Regions from separate parts of the Mus musculus genome. Here region 2 is linked to region 1. The links are chromatin contacts, called in public promoter capture Hi-C maps. All regions are on one chromosome and are shown on one strand. The core of a region is the stretch at or near the end of the contact, and the rest is flanking DNA. Distances in the headings are between cores, read along the strand shown. Region 1 holds the start of Csn3 (casein kappa). Region 2 holds the start of Rufy3 (RUN and FYVE domain containing 3).

Region 1 (3,555 bases), core at 514-3,013:
TGAAAGTATCACTAAGACATAATCATCTATTCATTTGATCCAATCTACTGGGATTAAGAGCTTTGCCAAATGCTGAGAATATGGGGGTGCAGCCAGGGCTTGGCAGCAAACTGCAGGGGCTTCTGGATAAGGGATTTGTAATCTGCACCAAGCTAGAGAACATCATAGATGTTCTAACTGATGTGCTGTCTGAGGGAGAGAAAATTAGCAAGTTTAGAACCCAAAATGTAAAGATTTTGGTGTTCTGTGCTACAGACCAAGGCGTGGCTCCATGAACTGAAAATCACGCAGTGTGAGAAGACAAGGGTTTGAACCCGGAATCTCCTGTGACAGTGTAACAATTGGGAAATAATTTCCTCCTTCTAGGCTTTACATTTGTTACAGGACCTCAAACTGGGTCATGTCTGTGGCCCTTAATCAATATATCACAGGAACTCATTGGAGGCAATGTTTGTCACAATGTAAGTTTACTTTTCCAGTAATATACATGATATGACTGATTTCGCTGCTTTAATGCAGTATAGACATGGCAATTTAAACATATTTGAGCAAGTTAAACACACCAGCTAGTCTTTTCCTAACAAAGTCCTCTCCTCATTTAATTTTAATAGTTCTTAGGTAATAACACAACACTTAAAACTTCTAATATGTTAGCATATATTGTATTTGTGGTGAGAATACTGTATTTTACTGAAGCTATTGTTTCTGATACACTTGTGTAAACATGAGCTATGGAAAAATAAGCTTTATAAGTATCACAGAATCAACACCTATATGACCCTACCCTGCAGGAGGAAAAAGGAAAGAATATCAAGCCCATTTATCTTTCCTGATGTGAGTCTCTGATGATGAGAAAGGCTGTTTGCTAAACTGACTCCAGAACCACCTCTTAAAAAAAAATCACTGAATTTCTAATACCTCATGTGTAATCAAGTTTGTAAAACCTATGCAAAATATTTTCTTGAGAGGATAGAATTCCTTGTTAAATCCATTATTTTCTAATTACCTTTTCAAATCATTACCTGAAAAATAATATTTCTTTGTTTTAATCACAGACTCCTCTTCAATAATTAAAGAATATATTTTAATATTTATTTTATTTTTACATTAACACTTCATTATAGATATCACATTGCATAATATATAACACATATAAACATATGTAACATTATATATATTAACATTAAATGATAAGAACTCCTTTTCAGTAGAAAGCTAAGATTTTACTTTATAGCAGATACATAGTGGTATATGCTTGTGTTTGTTGCTGTCACTTTCTAAGGAGACATGATTTTTGAAAATATGAATTAAATTAGCTTTGAAAGGCATGTTATAATATAATATAATAAGATATGATATGATATGTAATTACACTATAATAAAAGGAATTATGAGTTTTAGGTAGAGATAAGATTTGAAGATAATTATTGGACTATTTTGAGTATTATAGTTCTATCTTTCTGAAAAATTAACCCTCTCTTTTTATAGCAGTAGTAGGCTTACTATAAATATTATAGTTAACAATGTCTCATATAATTTGACAGTATCAAACCTAGACTTTAAGACAAAGCATAGTTAAAGGAAATGTGATTCCAAAATAACCTTGATGGTTTCCGAAGTAGCTACTCTACATCATCACTGCCCTGGGCAGATGGTTAGTTACCTTTATTTGGAGTCAATTCTTGCTTGGCAGTAGGGTTTGCCCGGCCTCTTAGCTGCAGAGAAGACCCAAGATAAATAACGGAGACTAATTACAGGGTATTAGTACCGGTAGTCAGATCTCATTTCCCTCCTACTTTTCACCCAATAGGATGATGACAGAAAGGCAAGATTTGAGGTCACCAGGGTCACCTGCAGGTCAGTCTTAGTCAGCACACAGCAGGCCGGAAACAGATGTGAGTCATAAGCATGCAGGGAAAACAACCAAACTCCTTAAAGAATGAATGTCCTGTGCTTTCTAAAAATATAGGAAAATGTATACAAATGTACTAATTGCATTCTTAACCTCTATCATTTCATCTAGTTGAAACTAAAGTTATTGCTAAAATAAAATTAAAACCCAATAGCCACAATTATTTTTCACATTTTAAGTGTTTTTACTTGAAGAACTATGTCTTCAAGGGACTTTATATTTAGTATGGTCCATGTTGGTCATTGTTCTTCCAAATGTACAACTACTTATTTTAAAAATAAAAATCAGCAGTCTTAATTATGTGTGCGTTTTGTAAGTTAAATTCATGCATGAAACATTTTCTTTGCTGTGAAGGCTGAGCATTTGCGTTTTTGCTTCAGCGTGTATTCCTCAATTGTTCAAACATTGAACACATGCTGTTTTAATGAACCCCTAAAGTGTCCCATTTTGGATGCCCAATATTAAGTAACTGAGTTAGGAATCATTGTTCTATTTTAGAGTCAGATCATTCTGATTTAGCGCATGGATTGCAAAACTGCCAATGCTGTAAAAATTTTAGTAAAATGAAGCCAAACATGTATTTTGCCTAAATGATATCCTGCTTTACCTGTCCCTCCCCCCACCCCAGGGTAATGCTAACAATGACTTTGCTTTGTGAAAACCTCATCAGAGGTATTTACTGGAATCCCTGCAGAGCAGCCAGAATGCAGAGCAGAAATAATGTCAGCATTGTATAATTTTTATGTATTCCTGCCTGTTTCTGGGAACCATTACACGTCTTAGAAAGCAGGGAACATTGTTCTGAATCCTGAGAATACTTGTGCAGCTTCTCCACAATAAGCCCTGGCTTTCTATTTCTTAGAAGTTTGCTTCTCTCGTTCTTTCTCTGACACACACAATATACAAGCAGCCTGTGTATGGAGACTGTCAGGTCATCCTATTGCCTCAAGGGCCTAGGAATAAAGGTGGACATTTATGGTCTGGTTATGGTTCATCAGACTCTGAAGATGCTTTATTCCATTCCAGTCCTTTCTCAATCATCAATTAAGAATACATGCTTTAAGCTGTTTTATTATTTGATTAAAAAATAACCAAAAAAGACTCAAATGTATCTAAAAATATATATATATATATGTGTGTGTGTATATATATATTTATACACATACATATATAATTTCAGAAGGGGAATATGTGTCCAGAATAGCTGAGTGAATTCTGGGACCCCTTCTCTTCAGAAAAGCATTTCTGGCGTGGGTCAACCACTCACTCACTTCAAAGGGAGGGGCTTGCAAAGCTACACTGTATCCTCTGACCCACTCGGATTATTCACATCGTGTTCCAGGCATTTTGAATAAAAAAGTGAACTAAAACACATCCAGTCACTTCTACCACGACACAGTGCACAGTCAAGTCCAACACTTACTCAAATGCTATTGGCATGGGACATTCTAGTCTAAGGCAGTCTAAGTCTGAGTAGCTTTGAGCGGTCATTGCTGAGGTTTTGAGTTGAATTAAGTAAACTCAAACATGTAGCTATCTTGATGTTCTGTCGTTCTTCAAAGGAGAGCAAAAGGGATCTACAACTCTCACACCTTTAGATCTCTAAGGAGAATAATATGCTGCTGAATAAGACCCAGGCTGTA
Region 2 (4,112 bases), core at 1,375-3,874, 640 kb before region 1:
GCTGTCCAGAGGCATCCAATGCCTCTCTGGCTTCTGAAGGTGCTGGCATTCATCTCCCCCCCCCACCCCCCGCAACTAAAATAAAACTAAATCTTTTTAAAAGTATAGTGCACGATTTTAATCCCAGTGTGTTCCAGGCAGAGGCAGGTGGATGGATCTCTGTGAGCTCCAGGTCAGAGTTCCAGGACAGCTACTGCTACAGATCTACATAGTGAGGCACTGTCTCCCACCTTCCCCCATTCCCCACAAAAGGATGTAGCCAGTATATTTTTGCTAGACTGCACTGTCAATAACTAGTCTGTAAAAGCAGCGGAGGAAAGAATCATGTTTTGTACCTTGAACTATTACAAAGTAAGTTGATCCTAAGATGTTTATGTGCTAACAAGTCATTCCACAGACTTGCTAGTACTGTGCGGCCACAGTATAAAAGCACACTCAGGATTGTTCAAGGTTCAGCCCCAGGGATTTGAATCTTCCCTCTCTATTGTGATCACACTTAGCTCCAAATTTCTAATAATACTTAAATATAAATAAAGCCAATCTTTACTGAGCAGAAAAAAAAATCAAACAAATTAAGTGGGATTCAAGTAGTCCCTACACTTGATACTAGCCAACAGATGAAAAAAAATCTATGTCAATCATGTACAGTTATTGCATGGAGAACTAACTGCTGTTTAAAAAGCACCTCCTTCCTTCTGTAGTGATGTGGTTATAATAAGAATTCATAGAAATAGAAAAGGAACAAAAGAGGTGATTCCTTTGAAATGAAAATTATTCATCGTGGAGAATTTGCTTATCTTTACCTCTGCTGTACAAAAGAACGCCTATCAGAACTCTCCTATCTGGAGATTAGAGCACACAACTCAGAGGAAATGTTATTTTTGCAAGATTCAAGCAGATCTGCCTAGGACCACGTTTTAGGTAAGAAGAGAGCTAACACTGGCCTTTCCCTAGCTGAATCCCGAACTTCCTTCCTGCTAACCCGACACACACCATCTGATCAGTTTGGATCTCGGATGTTTGATTAAAGAGCTCAGTCATGGAAGACAAGGAATCTGGGTCATGCTTGCTTCATAAAACTGTTACTGAAAACAAATCATGTAATTAGTCTAATCTTCGGCTTCCTCAGCTGAAAAGGAGGTTGTCTGTTTTGCTCACAGAGACTTGATAGCGTTGGTAATCGCGGTGCTCGCACACAGGAGACATTCAACAAATGTTTATCTTTTCCACAGGGTTGGATGGGGAGGCAGAAAAAGCCAAGTCAGTTTCTTGGCAGCAGAGAGCTGTCAAACCAAGATCTGCATCAGGGAGCTTTAAAAATAAGGAGGGAGGGGAGCCTCACTTACCCCCGGGGAACTTTCCCTCCCTTTTCAGAATTCCTACCTATAGCACGGTATTTGGCATTTACAGCATCCTTTGAGTTGTCAGAGGTCTTTTCATAATTTTAACTAAGGTCTTATCTTTTTTAAACCATCTCTGACACTCCAGTCCTGTCATTACATACACTCACAGACCCACTCAAGGCCAACAGCAATAAACATTTGTTGCCTAAAACAGCACCAATGGGGGTTCGCTGATTTTGGGGAGGGTTAGAGTGTGGCCAAGGCTTTAAGGCGTGGAAGCGTCTCTCTGACAAAAGACACAACACTGGGAGGTGCCCTTTCTAAGCCACACTTTCCCTTTCCTTCCTCTCGCGTACCTCGGGACCATTTCTTTTCTTACTTGGGTGGGGGTGGGGGGTGAGGGTCACCGCTTTCCCTCATGGGTTTGGGGGGACGCTCAAAGAAATCCCCCTGGCTCGGCCGAGGCCGCAGGGCGGCGGCGCGGCAGCCACACCTACTTGGCCACCGCGGCTGGGAACCGGTGGGGGCGCGTCAGCCGGTCCCGGACGCCAGCTCCGCGGTTCCTCCGGGAAGGGCGCCAGTGCGCGGCGCCGCCGGCCGGCGCCAGGGGACGCCGCGGCCCCAGCACGTGGAAGCCGAGGGGGAGCGAGCTGGCGGGGCCGCGGCCTGGGGCGACCGAGGGGTGGACACCGCCGAGGGGCACGCCGCCGCCTCCGCCCCCGCGCGCGGACCCCACCCCCGGCCCGCGCGGCTCCGAAACCCGGCGAGAGGCGGAGCTCCACTGAGCCCGTCTTGCTCGGCCGGCCACCGCGTCCCCGTCCCGGTCCCCGTGCCCAACACTCACGGTGCTTGCCTCCGCCGCCGCTGCCGCCGCTCGGGTAGCTCAGCAGCAGGAAGGGCAGCGGGGAGCCGGGCGACGGCGGGGTCCTCCAGGCGCGCTGCGGTGGCGGGCGCGCTGTGAAGCCCGCGCCTCCATCGCCCGGGTAGAGGAGGAAGAAGGGGGCGGCCACCGGCGAGTCCGGCTCCGAGGGCCCCGCCTCGTCCTCCCGGTCCGCGCCGCGGGCGCTAGCACCGCGCGGTTCCAGCGGCTCGGAGGGGCGCCGCTCCCCGCCCCTCTCCTGCTCTTCGCCGCAACTTTCAGCAGCCGCGCCGGGCGCCGGCGACTCTGCCATCTCGCTTGCGGCTTCGCAGTGCAGCCGCCTCGCCAGGCCCGAGGCTCACGGCGAGGATCGGATGCCCCGCCGTGCCCGCGCCGCCACCGTCCGCCGTTCGCCGCCGCCTGGGCTCCGCGTTCCGCCCGCCCCGCCGGGGCCCGGCCAGCTGAGGACCGCCCCGCCCCGACGGCGCGGCCTGCCCAGCACCGCCTCCGGCCTCCGCCCCGCCTCGCTCGCCGCCCCCCGCCGCGGCTCGGCGCCCCTAGGGGGCAGCGTCCTGCTCGTCCTCCGCGCACCTTCCGCTGGGCTCCGGAGCGCCGATCCCTCCGGATCACGGGGCCCAGAGTGAGCCTGGCCTGGTCCTCTGCTACCCGGCTGGACCCTGCTGGCCAGGTGCTTGAACCGAGCGGCGTTGTCTGTGTGTAACCGCCAACTTCGCGGGTCACCGGAGAGAGAGGCGCAAAGATCTGGGCGGAAAAGGCCAATGCTCGTATTTTTTTTTAAAGACCCCACCCCCACCCCCTAAGTATTAAACTACGGTTTGCTGTTTACACACTAGACCTTCAACGGGTTGGCTCACGGTTTTGATTCAGGAACTTTAAATAGGATAAACTAGAGGAGACAATAGTCTTCCCACCGGTTTTTGTTCCATGTTCATGAGGTCGATTTAGAAACCGTTGTGTTTGCTCTTACTTTGTTCTCCAGATTTCCAGAACGGCAGGTGCGTGTGGGTGGGTTAAACCAGCTACTTCAAACTTTATAGGACACTTGCCGATTACAGGTTGATAGTTTTCCCTTTCGTAGTATTTGTCTTTTGTTAGTAAATTAGCCATCCGTATTTTATTTCATATATTTGAATCGGTACGTGCGCAAAGTAAACCCGCCCCCCCCCCCAAAAAAAAGAAAATTCCCAGTTTTTTGTTTTAATCGAGGGGGTAGGTGGGCTCACTTGAAGCCCAGGCTAAGCTGGCTTTGAAATTCCTGCCTTGGCTTCCAAGAGGTGGTATTTACAGGCTAGATGCACTGCTGACACTCCTCTGGGGTGGATTGCACTTTGAGATAGGATAGCTTTGAGTCGCAGACTCCTATGGAATCAAATAGAAATTACTGTCTGGACGTTTTGTACACTAGCTTCCATCTTCTCTAAGCCTTAACTCCGTAGAGAAAGTGAAACTTTCAGAAAGAAAATATATTTCTTATTCTCCGTAAATTGCTGAATTGCTACTAGAAATCATCACGGGAGTTCTTTAATGCCAGTCTTGAGGTTTTTAAAACAAGGAATATTTGAAAAGGAAGCTAACTTTAAACACCCTTAGAAAATTAACTAGTAGCTTTCAGTTTCTGGTATTTCCTTGACCCGTTGATCTTATTAGACCTGCCTAAGTTATTTGTCCTCTTGTGTAAAATTATTCATAGAGATTTTGTAAAAGTTAAAATTAGAAACCTAAGTAAACCCTCTACAGCATGGTCTAACAAGATTGACTAGTTCCTATCTACTTGTCATCGCTTTGACAAAACGATGTTTGTTTTGAGACAGGTCTCACCATGCAGGCCAGGCTGCTGACCTGGCGTTCACTGCGATCAGGCTGAACCTAAACTCACAGAGATCTGCCCA

What was found. Promoter capture Hi-C pulls out the DNA fragments that hold promoters and counts their contacts.
Region 2: a promoter capture Hi-C map of second pharyngeal arch cranial neural crest shows a contact between it and region 1. The contact joins the promoter of Rufy3 here to the promoter of Csn3 in region 1. A contact is called at or near these places in 6 of 39 promoter capture datasets (cranial neural crest, frontonasal cranial neural crest, hippocampal neurons and 3 more).

The regions. Positions count from the first base shown.
Region 1 is chr5:87,923,787-87,927,341 of GRCm38.p6, reverse strand. Csn3 (casein kappa) reads right to left here and starts at 1,763. Exons shown (of 5, transcript NM_001356570.1): 1 at 1,664-1,763. The region is part of intron 2 of 1700066N21Rik (RIKEN cDNA 1700066N21 gene); the gene reads left to right.
Region 2 is chr5:88,563,552-88,567,663 of GRCm38.p6, reverse strand. It overlaps Rufy3 (RUN and FYVE domain containing 3), which reads right to left and starts at 2,624. Exons shown (of 18, transcript NM_001289774.1): 1 at 2,188-2,624. The coding sequence starts at 2,515. It overlaps Gm42107 (predicted gene, 42107), which reads left to right and starts at 2,106. Exons shown (of 2, transcript NR_168902.1): 1 at 2,106-2,890; 2 at 4,035-4,112.